Regions from separate parts of the Mus musculus genome. Here region 1 is linked to region 2. A link is a contact called in public Hi-C data. All regions are on one chromosome and are shown on one strand. Each heading gives the region's core, a stretch centred on a gene start, on an enhancer-like site or on the middle of the called end of the contact. The rest is flanking DNA. Distances are from core to core; before and after follow the strand shown.

Region 1 (7,086 bases), core at 1,105-3,604, 150 kb after region 2:
TAGAACACCTATCCCAAGTGGATCAGCAGTTAAAAGAGATATTGATTTATAGAACCAAAGAAAGTAGTTTGGGATCAAGTGGGAAGTGGCCCAGCTCTCATCTGTCCATCACAGCTCTGCCCCACTTCCTGTATGCTGGCTTCATCCTCAGGAAAGTCCCCACCTCAGCGGCAGCCCATTGGTCCATAGCCTCTCTCCCAGCAACCTGGAGAGCATCATCCCCCACCCCGTTGGCTCTGTAGTCCATCCTGAAAACTCATTCTGATGAGGAGATTGCTCTTCTCTGATTGGTTAGCTATAAGCTTCTCTGATTGGTCAGCTACAAGCTGCAGAGATTTAGTTTACCCCAAATTCTACATTCTACCATGAACTTGTTGCTATTGTTGTTGTTTTTTATAGTAACAGAACAAAGACAGATTCAAAATCAAGACACTTTCCAAAGACATTGGTGGAAACATTAATTGGGCGGTTGCAGCAGAGTAATCTCAGCTATGAGACCCAGATGTGATCTGATAGCATTCTTAGATCTTTGATTGGTGGAGTACACAATTTTGTTGAGTTGATACATTCCAAAGGTTTTTTTTTTTCTCTTTTAATCTACTTATCAGGGTGATAGGTTTGACTTTATCTGCTAATTACAGGAGTTCGAGCCAACACACAGGGGCAAAGAATGGCTCACTAATGGGCTAAAGGTAGCTCAAGATAAACTGTGATCGGGCTCCAGACCTGCAACATCCCAGACTCCTTATAGCCACTGAGTTTTAAGCAGTCAGTGAGCCTTGATGTCACAGCTCCTTTCTAGGAAATTCTGGCTCTCACCACCAGAGAAATCACAAACATCAAGTACTATTCACTGAGACATTCCAGTTACCAGCGACCCTGAGGGTCCGCCCGGGCAGCTCTGTCTGCAATGCCTTTCTCTTTCTGTTCTAGGGAGGTTGATGCTGTCTTGAGGTATCTGAGACAACAGTGTCATGCTCAGAAGATTGGCATTGTGGGCTTCTGCTGGGGGGGTGTTGTGGTGCACCAAGTGATGACGGCATACCCGGACATCAGGGCGGGGGTGTCTGTCTATGGTAAGTGCCCAGCACATTTTACTCAGGGAAAGCAGGGGAAGGTTGAGTGACAGGCTTCTCCCACATGCTGCAATACAAAACCCGATGGCGTGTGGTAAACCAGCTTAGCATGGTTTTCAGAATCTAAAAATAGAGCTGGGGAGATGGCTCTGTCAGTATAGCTCTTGTCTTGCAAGTGTGAGATGCTGAATTTGGTCCCCAGAATTCATGCTAAGAGAGAAAGGGACAGGTGATATTCTGGGCTTTACTGGTCACTTTGCCTAGCCTACTTGATAAGTTCTAGATCCTGTCTCAAAAATCTAGGTGGAAAGGCTCCCTTAGGAACATGTCCAAGGTTGTCATCTGACCTCTCATGTGTATGTGCACCCGTTCACAAGTCTGTGCGTACTCATGTGCGCGTGCGCGTGCGCACACACACACATACACACTCACGCATGCAAACCACAAACAGCAACTTTAACTTTCTTTTTAATTAGCAGATTTTTGTTTTTGTTTTCGAGACAGGGTTTCTCTGTGTAGCCCTGGCTGTCCTGGAACTCACTCTGCAGAGCAGGCTGGCCTCGAACTCAGAAATCCACCTGCCTCTGCCTCCCGAGTCTGGTATGGGCATGCATGTCATGCCCATGTGTGTGCCCTGGTGCTTACAAAGGCCAGCAGAGGTTGTCAGATCCCCTGTGCTTAATGTTGTGAGTCGCGATGTGGGTGCTGGGAATTGAATATGGGTCCTCTGGAAGAGGAGCCAGTGCTCCTACCTGCTGAGCCATCTCTTCAGCCCCAACATTTACATTTTAGCCAACAGGAAACAAAGTTGTTTTTACTATGAGATAAGAACCCTTTATCGGTTGACAGAAACAGCACACTGAATGTACAATTCAAAAGCATCCAGACTAAAATATGCCAAAAACAAATATAGGAAAGTTGACTGCTCTTTCAAAGTTACACATTCACAAGCTGTTTCTATCTGGCGCTTGAACTCCCGGACATGGTGTTTCATCTTCTATTAGCACTAAGGAAAAAAAACAAAACAAAACAAAATATTTTCTTACACAAAAGGAGATAAAGTGAGGCATGGTACTTGTGACCCCAGTACTTGGGAGGCTGAAGCAGAATTGAAAAGTTTGGGCCAGCATGAGCTACATAGTGAGAGCTAGTCTTACATAAAACAAATGCAATAAATCACTAGTACGAGACCAGCCAATTTTCAGGCCAATGGTGTCTATGGGTAAATTAAAAGGTGGTCCTGGATGCATGCCTTTCTAGCGCCACCTGCTGGCTGCTGCTGTGCATGTGAGTGGCAGGTTATGGCAGGAAAAAGAGACATCCACTGAATGTCCAGACCTATTATCTGGCTTTGTCAGAGTTGTGCAGGGAGGACTGATATCCCTTCAATGGCTCGACGTCTTCTGGAGAGGAGTCACAGGGAGGAGAGACACTGTGTGTTACTTAGCTCTGCTCTCACAGTGGCAGGAAGCAGGAAAAAAGTTGTTTTTCCTTTCATCTTTTAAAATCATTGATCATGTGTGCCTGCACACAACAATGCCTGTGTGGAAGCCAGAGAACAACTTGATGTGGGTTCTGGGATCAGGCTTGTGGGGCAAGTGAGCCAGCTCACTAGTCCTTTCCTGCCCATTCTCCCAACAGAGCATGGACTTGCCTTTTTCCAACCAAAGGCACCAGTGGGCTGCCCTAAGCCTGGCAGAACAATACTTTGCACAAATTAACCTTTAGGATGTTCAGGCAAGGATGAGCAATAAAACATATACAATAACCTGTAGACACGTAGACCCTGTCTCTTTGGGGTCCTGTTTGAATAATAACTTGGTCCAATGGTTGTTCTTCTTATAAAACTGTCTAAAAATTAAAAAAAAGGAAAAAAGAAAAAAAAAAAGGTTGGGCAGTGGTGGCACACGCCTGTAATCCCAGCACTTGGGAGGCAGAGGCAGGCGGATTTCTGAGTTTGCGGCCAGCCTGGTCTACAGAGTTCCAGGACAGCCAGGACTGCACAGAGAAACCTTGTCTCAAAAAACCAAAATCAAAAAACCAACCAACCAACCAAACAAACCAAAAAAACGGTCTAGTTTACTGAACATGTGGGGTCCCTGTAGAAAGTTCTAGAGTGGTGGTTTGAAAAACGACCTGATGTATAAAGCCATCTCAGGAGAGAGCAGCATCAAGTTTATTGGCCTGGTTCCTGTTGAACAGGATGCAGAGTAAAAAGATCTGGTTAAATCGGTTGCACATTCTCAGAATCTCATAGGCTAGGCTTCTGTGGGCTTACTAAAAATAACAATACACACACATCTGGGGAGATGGCTAAGGCAGTGAAGTGTTGGCCACCTATCCATGGAGACCTGCATTCAGATCCCTAGCATCTGCATGAAAATCTGCTATGTGTGTGTGTGTCAGGCTTTGCACATGTCACCCCAGGACTGGGCTGGTGGAGACAGATGGGTTCCTCAAGTTCCCTGGCCAGCCAGTGTGCAGAAATCCCTGAGCTCAAAGCTCAATGAGATCCTATGGTGAAAACGAGGAGTGACTTTAAGATACCTGGCCTCCACACTCACAGACACAGGTGCACTAGACCCCATGTGGGCATGCACAAGAAAGCATGCATACCACTTCCACCCCTAACACATGGAAGCAGGTCTCTGACCACATGGTCTACTTTGCAAAACCATACCGAATTCAGGCAGCTTTCTGCAGAAGTCAATGCCCCTCAACTCTTTCTAGGTATCATCAGAGATTCTGAAGATGTTTATAATTTGAAGAACCCAACGTTGTTTATTTTTGCAGAAAATGACACTGTGATTCCACTTGAGCAGGTGAGTAGGCAGCCCTTCATTTGCATATCTAATTGCATAGCATGACATCTTTAGAGAAAGTTTTTTTTTTTTTTAAGATTTATTTATTGGTTATATGTAAGTACACTGTAGCTGTCTTCAGACACTCCAGAAGAGGGAGTCAGATCTCGTTATGGATGGTTGTGAGCCACCATGTGGTTGCTGGGATTTGAACTCCAGACCTTCGGAAGAGCAGTCGGGTGCTCTTACCCACTGAGCCATCTCACCAGCCCGAGAAAGTTTTTTTGTTGTTGCTTTTTTGAGACATGGTTTCTCTGTGTACCCCCTGGCTGTCCTGGAACTCACTCTGTAGACCAGGCTGGCCTTGAAATCAGAAATCTGCCTGCCTCTGCCTTCCAAGTGCTGGGATTACAGGGGTGCGCCACCACTGCCTGGCCGAGAAAGTTTTTAAGAACTAGTTTATTGGTTTTCCAATGATGAACATTTACTGATGGAACTTAAGCCCCGAATGGATCTGTTCAGAATGGCAGCTGAAGGATGTATGTGTTCCTGGTACAGCCTGTTCACTGTGAATGGTTTCCATGGTAATCCACCAGTTACCATAGCCTGAGATGGATTTATTAAGCACAGGAAGATGGTTAGGAAAGTCTAAGTTAAAAGTGGCCATTTGTCAATAAGTCTTAACTAAGATCTCAATACAAATAATTTGCAATAGTCCTAAACTTAAAATCATTTGGTTTGCTTTACTATGGATAATAGTAACACACAGCAGGCCAAGTTTGAATTTGGATCTTTTTCTGGTCTAGTCACCCATGTGTATGGTCTCCGGTTGATAGCTGGGGCAAAGTGCATCTCCCCAGTAGCCCCATAGTCACTAGGGAAATGAGCAATGGTCTCAAAGGGCTGTGCTTGGCTAAGCTAGGATGGTCAGTAGGGCAGCTACAGTGAAAGCCTACCCCACCCTGTGCTGCGGAGGATGGAAGCTTCAAGCATGCCAAGAATGTGTTTTTCTCAGACAAGGATCTCATTATGCAGACCATGCTGGCCTCAGAGATCTGCCTTTCAACTGCAGGCGTTAAAAATGTACGCCACCACGACTTATAAAATTCTGACCTACGGTAGATGTTGGGTCTCAGCTCGTGTAAATCCAAGAGCTTCTAGGGCTGATATGGAGGAGCCATTACGATGCTCTGCAACTCCTCAAAGTGGCCAGGAACTGTTAAAGACAACTCAATGGCTGTGGAGCCTGTTCACTGTCAACTATTGCAATAGGACTCCTTCTCAGTGCAGTGGTGGATGCCATCCACCAGCACTTGGAGGGAAAATAGGAAGCCAGCTCAGTTTACATATTGAGTAAATTCTAGACACCTAGGGCTTTGTAGAGACCAAAGGGCTAAGGTCACATTACCCTCACATTTTTATATATCAACCCCCTCCCATATTAGGTTTCTACACTGACCCAGAAGCTTAAAGAACACTGCATAGTTAATTACCAAGTTAAAACGTTTTCTGGGCAAACTCATGGCTTTGTGCATCGGAAGAGAGAAGACTGCTCCCCTGCTGACAAGCCCTACATCGAGGAGGCAAGGAGGAACCTAATTGAATGGCTGAACAAGTATGTCTAACAGCACCCAAGCACAAGGCAGCTGTTGCCCAAATTTGCCTGAATAATTAACCATCTCTTACTATCCATGATAGCATGACTGTTAGGGGAACTGGGGGCAATTCAGGGACCAGCTAGATTCTCAGATATGGCCTTACATTGGTAATTCAAGTGTTAAAATGTACAAAACCAGGAAGAGCAGTTGTCACTATGTATATTCAACTTCCCCTAATGAGCAGTGTCGACATTCAACCTAATAAAGTGATTTTTAAAACTTGTGAATGCGTAGCTTCACTTTTAAACACTTGTGTCTACATGCCTTTGTGGAGGTCAGAGTTTAACTTGTGGCAATCTTTCCACCACATGGGTCTGAGAAATCACGGGTTACGGGGGCTTGGCGGCACCCCCACCCTGAAGCACCCTGGAGAACAGAAAATGTAAGATTATCATCCTGCTGTGTCCATCAAATTGGTGGAGTGGGAGCAGACTGCACTGCCAAGGAAGGGCCTCCAGACTTAATCAGCTAAGTTCTACTTTTCACAGGATCCACCAAGACAGGTAATTGCTAGGCTGCATGGGCTCTGACCTCCAAGGCAGGCTCAAATTATGACATCCAGCCAAAAAGGTACGTATGCTTCAATTGCTCTCTGAGCATATGCCCAAAGCACAGAACTGTCCAAGCCAGTTCTGACTGGCACCTGAGCTAACTGGCCATTGTCCGAAACTTGGGAGGAACAAGAGGATTCAGTCTCTAGCACTGGTTCCATCAGCCAAGCAGGTGCTGGTGTACTGGTGTACTGTCAACTGTGAAGTAAAACCAGACACCGAGACACCTGAGCTGCTAAAAAAGTATCTGTAGTGTTGTGTTCTACTTCATTACAGTTCTGCGGATGAAGGATGCTGAAAGATATCCCAGGAGTGCAGAACTGTGAGATCAAATCCTCTATCAAGCTCTGAATAAGTGGAAGCAGTTACCAGACAGCTGCTTTTATTCCAGCATCTACAGCTGTGAGAGGACCAGCAGTAACTGCAGACGCAGCACAACAGACACACCCTTTATTTAGTCACAGTGGTAAATGGTACAGTTTATTCTTCAGATTCTCCAGGCTTACGGATGTCATCAATCTTCAGAATCATCCTAACCATCTGGGTGGCAAGAGAGATCTGCTGCTTTTTGCCAATCAAGGTTTCTATGACATGCTGATACTGCATATCTGAAAAACAAAACACAGCACTCAGTCCAGGAGCACACACAAATGTAGTTATCAACAGGTAGCTTCAACCTGTGTTGTCACAACAAAGCCACTGCAGCAGGCAAGTCTGTGCACTCAGCTACTGGGGAGGCCAAGGTGGAGCTGAGGGGCCAGCCTGGGAAATATAGTGGAATTTCATTTCAAAAACAGAAATGGTTTAAGTCTGTGCCATTAGTCAGTCATTGGCAGAGTGGCTTATGGGGCCCCACCTCTCCCTGTTAAACTAGTCGCCCCTGGTGGATTTGGTGTCATCTGTCTTCAGCTGTGCATATGGTTGAAGCAACCAGGCTCCAACCTATGGTCATAGAGACAGTCCTGGCTACACCTAGCAGTTCATCAAACAGAACAAAAGA
Region 2 (7,507 bases), core at 657-3,156:
AAACTTGCTTACATGAGCCATCAGCTTGTGTAAGACTCCCTCCCCCACCCCTAATCCCAAACTTTCCTAGCTTCTCATGCCCTGGCCACTTCTCTCTTGGGAACCTGTCACCAAAGAATGATGTACTGGTCCAGATCACAGCTCTCTTTTTTCTCCTGCTTCCTCAAAGTCCCTGTGGCCCTGTGTGGGTGATGTGCCTCCTGTATCTAGACCTCTGTCTCTTCCCACCATCACTTCTGCTATCTTACTATACCTGACTAAAGTAATCCTGGCTATATTTTTAGCACATTCCATGAAGCAGAGTCCTTGAGAGACAAGCCCATTTTAGAAGGGACAGGAGAAGATGGAATGGCCTGGTGCACTCAGACACCATGTCTATTGGCATATGTCAAAGGGCTCTCTAATAGTCAGGGCTTATGAGTGGTCCAGTGATGGAAGAGAGGAAGTTAGCCATTTTTCTGAAAGGTTTAAGTATAGTGGGGGTGGGGGTGGGGGACATGATATACTGAAGGGTATCCCTCACAGAGTTATGGATATATCCTGACCCCTGGATTCCATGGTAGTGGTCTTTAGAAAGAGGGTAATCAAGAGATGGGGCCAAAGACATTTCTCAGTGGATAATGGCTCTTGCCTTGGAGCCCAACAGCTCAAGTTCCATCCTCAGAACCTACCTAGTAGAAGGAACTGACTCATGCTGTTTGTTCCTTAGTGTCTGAGCATGCGGGCGCCCAAATGCACCCACACACACAAATGTACACACACACACACATGCAATAAAAAATATTTTTTAAAGGGTGACAGAATCATTCTGCTAACCTCCATGGCCAGGGAAAATACAGAAAGGTCAAGTGACGACTACAGAGGCTGAAGTGGGAAGCCCCACCATCTGGCGCTGTGTCCTCACCCTCTTTCACAGGGAGCGTAGCCACCAATAGCTTGCTTTTGATAGGGGCCCTCAGGTAATGTGAGGGTAAATCCCTCATTTCCAACCAGAATGTTGAGGTGTTAGCTTGTTGCAGCAGCCACAGGAAACCATTGGGGGCCAGAAGACAGCCAGGCCTGGCCTTCCCAGTCTCCTGACAGTGTGTCCCCATCAGTAAGTACTGACTGAAATTCAGCTCCATGTCTACTGCTAACTCTGGGTTTGTCATTTTCCGTGGAGGTGACAAAGCACCCCACACTAGTCCATTACTAGAGAGGTTTGTTTGGTTTCTGGTTCTGGACACTGGCATTTCTGGCCAGGGTCTCCCTGGCTATGTTGCAGCATGGTGAAGAGAGGCACGTGCTGCAGTTTCACCTCATGGTCACCATCTCAGCACGCCTGCCATCCCAGAGCCTGGGGAGCTGAGGCAGGAGGATCATTTTTGTGACCAGCTTGTGCCTTGATGTACCTAGACCCTCTGACTAAACCAATACAAGAGACAACAGTGACAGTAGCCCCAGTACTCTGAGGACTAACTCTGTGATGCCATCTGAGATGGTTAGTTTGCTCAACTTGACACAATCAAGCTTCGTCTGGGAAGGGTCTCCTGGGGATGCTCTAGTTCAGGCTGGTCTGCGGGGATGTCTGTGGGGAGTGTCTTCATTACATTAACTGAGATGAGAAAACCCAACCCAGAAGTAGGCAACGCCACTCCCTGGGTTCATGTGGTAGAGATATACAGATACGCAGGTATCTCTGCAGATGTGACTGGCTGCTTCTGCATCCTGTCATCTTGATATCCTCCCTCCTGAATATGCTACTACCACTGGACAACAATTCCAGCACCCGAGCCTTCCTGAGACCACTCAGCTGAACATCTGGAGAGCAAACCAAGTTAAGTTCTTAAAACACAAAGTTTTCAAATGAACTCACCAGGCCTGGTGAGATGGATATGGGAGGCAAAGGCAGGAGGATAAAAGTTGTTAGTTCAAGGCTAGCCTGGGCTACATATTGACCAGGTCTTTCAGAGATACAAAGATCTTGTGTCCAAAAGATAGACAACAGCTCTCAGGGCCCTGCTTCCGTGCCTTGAAAACAGAAACACACTGCCTTATCAGATCACACACACACAGTTTCAGGCTCTGGATCCCCCACACACACCCCCACACACACACCCTGGAAATCACTTTGAACTGGGCCCTGCACCTCTGACACCCAGGGCTTAGCTTTCCTGTGGTGACGGCTCATTATGCAGTATGAACAGACAGGCCTTGGGAGTTACGCTCTGAGGGACCTGGCCCTGTGGTTTTCTCTCTGAAACATGAGTCTTCCAGTCTCAGAGCTCAGAGATATTTTCCAAAATTGATTTTATGAAGCACCTAGTGACTGGCCTGACATAGAGTTGTCTGAGCAAGCCTATGCATGCATGTAGTGGTCCTCCAGGTCAGGGGCTGGTGGTGGCTCAACACTACCACCAAGTTACGTTCCCAAACAAAACTGTTCTCTCTTACTCTACCCCAGCCCCACAACAACTCCGCTACATCTCGAGCAGTTCTTGGTAAGTTATAGTGCAAAGAGAGTATCTTGTGTATCGTATGGGTGCATCACCTGTCAGAAAGCCTTTGGCTTGGGCAGGAAAGAGAAGTGGGACATCAGAGAGAGAGAGAGAGAGAGAGAGAGAGAGAGAGAGAGAGCGAGCCAGGGATGGATGGATGATTCACCAGGAGTGTGTGATGGGAGGCATGCATGGTACCTGAGCACAGGTAACCAGTCACATGACAGAGTGTAGGCTAGAATAAATGGGGTATTTTAAGCTATTTCTAGGAAGAGAAGGGCCTAGACCAATGGCCATGGTATTTGTAAATATATTTGGAGTCGGTATCTTATTTCTGGGAGCATGAGGCTGGGAGGAAGAACCGGAAATAACATCAACATCATAGTTTTTTTTAAATATACACATTTCATCAAAATTAGAAAATTTTTTTCCAGCTGTGAATGCTCTTGTCACAGAAGCCCCCTTTGAGGGGAGGGGTTCTCGGCACTGAGGAGCCAAGAGTCTGTGTCTTGGCACTGAGGAGCCCAGTGTCTGTGTAGTCTTTCTTCTGGGCAGGAAAGGGCTGGACACTGAAAACTTCCCACCCACTCGGCTCCCTGCTCTCTCCACCTTTACAGTCCTTCCACAACGCAGTCAGCAGCAGTGACTGAGTGGTCCCGTGAGCACCCGCCACCCTACCATCCCTCTGAGAAAAACTCACAGACACAGGTAATGACAAGCTGTATTTGGCGCCAAGGTTTCTCCTAAGCATGGCTTCAACATTAAACAAGTATCAATGCTCTGCTTCCAGAGCTTTCTCTTCAAGGCTTTCTATATTATCTTTTTTCCAACGAAGAAGTCCGAAAGTCCTATCATGCCATTCTTTCTAGATTCTCTGGATGGGAAACAGACACACAGTCAGAAACATTGTTTATCTTCTACAGGACGCCATTTAACGAGATTATCTCAAACACTGGACACTTGGGTTTCGCCAGACTCCTGCCAACAAGCACCAGATCTGAGCAGGACAGCTCCATTTTCTCGTACAATGATGGATGTTTATTTGCAGGTAAAACATCTATGCTGTACGTCTAATCCCAGCACTCAGGCGGCCAGTCTGGTCTTCCTAGACCTCCAAAGCTACATAGAGAAACTCTGTCTTGAACAACCAATCAATAAACAATACAAGTGGTCCATGTTTGGGAACTACTTTATGCTGAGCAGTGATGCCAGCACACCATGGGTCTTGAGACAGAACGGGACCCCTCCAACCTTCCCGTGCCTCCCACTCACTCTAGCAGAGCGCTCTCTGTTGGTCACCCCAGCCCAGCTCTCTCCCACACATAGGCCGGAGGGAAACCAGGACTGCAGAGCCCACTGGGCTCTCTGCGCCTCAGCAGCTAGGAGAGATCATGTGAATGTCACTGCCCACAGAGGCATAGCTATCACGGGGATAGCAAATACTGTCAGAACCAAGCAGGCAGCAAGAGGGTGTTAGACGGATCAACTGTGGGGTGGGTAAACATATTCCCAATCGGCAGACATATACGCAACAGTTCCTTCTATTTTTTTTTTTTTTTAAAGAAAGAAACCTAATTAACAGGCTGACTCGGGAGGGGCAGGAGAGGCAGGCAGCCCAGGCAGCCTGGCCTTGGCTTCTGAGTGCTCACCACATGCCATTCCTCCTCCACCCAGAGCTGGTGCACTCAGAGCACCCAAGAGCACCGACTGGAAGGTCAATGGCTGTGCTTAGCCAGGCATCCAGTTACGGGGCAGCCAGGTCCATAGGCTTCCTTGAAGCACTACAGTGGGATTTTCCGAGGTGGGTGCTAATGAGGACCTGGTAGGACAAAGCTGAGATCCCCCTTGGCCATTTAGAGCCCTTATCTTCAGCTGCTCCCCTTTGAATACAAAACCTATCCCTATTCACGAGCCCTGCCCACCTCCCCACCCTCTCCCTGCCCCCAGCCACACACAGCAAGCCACCGACTGTACTTCTATCTCCCAGTCACTAGTGGTCTGGCATCTGTCAGCACCCTCCACAGCTGCCATGTTTGGTGTGGCAGTTGAGCCCCCTCTCCGCCACACATATGTGACATGGAGTCACACCTCCCCAGATAATCTTGGGAAGCATTAGGAAAGACCTAACCTAAACGACTACGAGCTTCCCACGTAGAAGCCACAGCCCTCTCAGACCAAGATGACAGGACTCTCACATCCACAGAGCACAGGAATAGAACATCTTAGAGGTGGGCACATCAGACCACTTACTAGAGAGGGAAGATACAGCCCAAGGCAGCCATGAGTGAGGTCAAGAGCGCCAGAGGCCCCTCACTCACTCTTACATTCTATCAGTGCCAACAGCACAAAGATAGTGTGTACATGTCACGTGCCAGTTCCTCAAGTCAACAACAGTGTGGGTAACACAGCATCCACGGGCTGCAGCAGGCTACCCACTGCTGCCAATTCATCTCTATGTTTCATGCGTTGGTGAGGTTAATTCCATCTGTGTCCTTTTTTAATGAGCTACTGTTTAAAACTCTGGCAGAATCAAGCTCTTCTTGTGACAGGACACATTTTTTCCATCTAAAGTCAAGGAAGATAGAATCTAAGTCCCCATCCTAGCAGGTATAGAGAGGACAAGCTGAGGGGCTGTGGCTCTGATTGGCAGCTCCCCTACAAGACTGTTGGCAACAAGGTAGCCATCTTTGCCTTCAACCAGGGACACGTTCTCAGCAGAGAGAGGCAGATGGAGGACATTCTCCAACTGTCAACACACCGGAAACCCACAGCGTACTGTACTTACGACATCAGTCTTAAACTGGTAAGATAGTTCTCGGTCTCCACGGCCGGGAGTTCTGGGTCCAGTCCAGACAAGTACTGGTAAACATAGGCAAAGGTTTCAAAGGGGATGCGAGCAGGCCCGCCCTCCGGGTCAGAGGTGAGGATCTCACACACGTTCTTCATGGCCGTGTTCAGGGTCTGGACAGGGAGAGGGAATGAAGATGGGACACAGTCAGTCTTGGAGTCACAGAGATACCAAGCCAACACCAGAGACAGAAACGCAAGTGTGCTCTGTAAACACTCTTCCGAGTGTGTTCTCCACCTAAGTGAAGGTCAAGTGGATACATAGCTCCCACCACATACAGCAAGAAGGATGGTTTGACCAGGATACAACAGAGCAGATACAGTGATTCACAGATGCTACACAGAAATGGGAATGACTGTCACAGACAAGATAAGCATATTATCTTGAATCATCAGCTCCTCCACGTGGTTCTGGGTTTGGAGTCTAGGGCCATTTAACCATGACCTTCAGTCAGTGCAGAAACAGACTCTTTGCCATGCCAAAGGACACAGGGAACTAGTGCCCACCTGAGCTGCCCCTGAAGAGAGCACGGTTGGCAGGAAAGATGGCCCCGTGCATCTGCCAATGTCCCTGCCACCCAGTCATCAACATCACTCATACTGAAGGCTTTAGGACTCTGTCAGGCCCAGGAAACTCCTCTATGACCTGTGAACCTCTGTCAGACCTGTCTACTGCTTGGCTCCCCAAGATGGCAACCTAACTCCACCTGCACCCCACCTTCCACCTGCAACTTGACCACTATCCTCAGCATACTCTCAAAGTCCATGCACAGGTCTCTGGTCTTTCTTGGAGGCCTGCAGAATAGCAACTAATGGACCGGGAACAAGGTTGCAGAGAAGCACTGTATGGCCAAGCCTCAAACACTTCCCTCTTACTTAATTAACCCTTGTTGAAAAAGAAAAAAGTCTATAATAGATTTCTACCTAAAAGATATACGGGAACCAAATTCCTTTCCTTTCTACTCTTCTGAGATAGCATAATGTCTTAGCTAGGGTTTCTATGCTGTGATTAAAACATGATCAAAAGAAACTTGGAGGAAGCTGGGCATGGTGGCACACGCCTTTAATCCCAGCACTCAGGAGGCAGAGGCAGGCGGATTTCTGAGTTCGAGGCCGGCCTGGTCTACAAAGTGAGTTCCAGGATAGCCAGGGCTATACAGAGAAACCCTGTCTCCAAAAACCAAAAAAAAAAAAAAAAAAAAAAAAAAAAAAAAAGAAAAGAAAAGAAAAAAAGAAACTTGGAGGAAAAGATTTCTTTTGTTTTGCTTACATTCCAAAGGAGTCAGGGCCAGGGTGGGGGACCTGGAGGCAGCTATTGACACAAAGGCATGAAGAGTTACAAGCTTGCATGCTCCTTCCAAGGCCTGCACCCCACAGCTTGCTCAGTTTGCTTTCTTATAGCATGTAGGAACCACCAGTCCAGGGATGGCACTGCCACAGTGAGGTGGCCCTCCCATATCTGTCATTGAGAAACTGCACGAGGGGCCAATCTAGTGAGGGCCTTTTCTCAGGTGAGGTTCCCTTGCCCAAAGTGACTGTAGCTGGCATTAAGCTGATGTAAACTAACCAGCATAAGTCACAACAATGAGCTTGCTGCTAGCTGCAGACATCCCAGGATTTGAAGATTTAAAGTTGCTTTGGGTGATGTGGTGGCTGTTGTCAGCTTGACCATATCTGGAATTAACTAAAACCTAAGTGTTGGGTATGACTCTGAGGAAGTTTTCTTCTTCTTAATTAAATCATTTGAAGTGAGAATACTGGCTTTTAATCCGGATCTTTTGAGGTGGGAAGACACCACCTTCAGCTGGAAGCCTACAGGAGGATATGGAAGAGGAAAGCTGGGCCTCTCTCTGCCTGCTTGCTCTTGCTCTAGCTGGCAAGCCTGTTCCTTCAATGGCATTAGAGCCTACTTCTTTTGGATTCTACAGTATAGTGAAGACCAGTGGAAACAGCCAACTTTATGGACTGAATACCTACTGGATTTGGACTTTCCATTGGTAGACAGCCATTTTTGTTTTGTTCCTCCAGTGAACCTCAATTAGTTTGATTATAATGGCTCCTGAGAGAAGTTTGAAGGCACACGAGCATAGGGTGGGCAGAAACCAACAAATGCAGAGCTTAGAATGGTCTAGGTGCCAGTTCTGCAGCGTCCAGGGGACACATCAAGAACAGGCAATAAGCCA

The links. A called contact is a pair of places that touch in the nucleus more often than the background predicts.
Region 1: a Hi-C map of the G1E-ER4 cell line shows a contact between it and region 2, with 5 times the contacts expected there. The contact joins two enhancer-like sites. A contact is called at or near these places in 2 of 15 datasets of contacts at CTCF or cohesin (large pre-B cells and pro-B cells), 47 of 484 Hi-C or Micro-C datasets (8-cell embryo, B cells, the C2C12 cell line and 24 more), 8 of 115 datasets of contacts at active chromatin or transcription factors (embryonic stem cells, extraembryonic endoderm stem cells, fetal liver and 2 more) and 4 of 9 other capture datasets (adipose tissue, embryonic stem cells, liver and 1 more).

The regions. Positions count from the first base shown.
Region 1 is chr15:31,584,362-31,591,447 of GRCm38.p6, forward strand. Cmbl (carboxymethylenebutenolidase-like (Pseudomonas)) reads left to right here. Exons shown (of 6, transcript NM_181588.4): 4 at 934-1,076; 5 at 3,807-3,898; 6 at 5,323-5,758. The coding sequence ends at 5,502. It overlaps Cct5 (chaperonin containing Tcp1, subunit 5 (epsilon)), which reads right to left. Exons shown (of 11, transcript NM_007637.3): 11 at 6,439-6,694. The coding sequence ends at 6,567. Among named protein-coding and RNA genes, the nearest start is that of Cct5, 14 kb to the right of the region's middle. Within about 2 kb of position 2,355, at least 43 of the 459 cell types and tissues checked have an H3K27ac peak or open chromatin away from gene starts, as enhancers often do. A contact at or near this core is called in the G1E-ER4 cell line, where this site is marked.
Region 2 is chr15:31,438,030-31,445,536 of GRCm38.p6, forward strand. It overlaps Ropn1l (ropporin 1-like), which reads right to left. Exons shown (of 5, transcript NM_145852.2): 4 at 5,263-5,438; 5 at 3,181-3,351. The coding sequence ends at 3,288. Among named protein-coding and RNA genes, the nearest start is that of Gm49208, 12 kb to the right of the region's middle. Within about 2 kb of position 1,907, at least 3 of the 459 cell types and tissues checked have an H3K27ac peak or open chromatin away from gene starts, as enhancers often do. A contact at or near this core is called in the G1E-ER4 cell line, where this site is marked.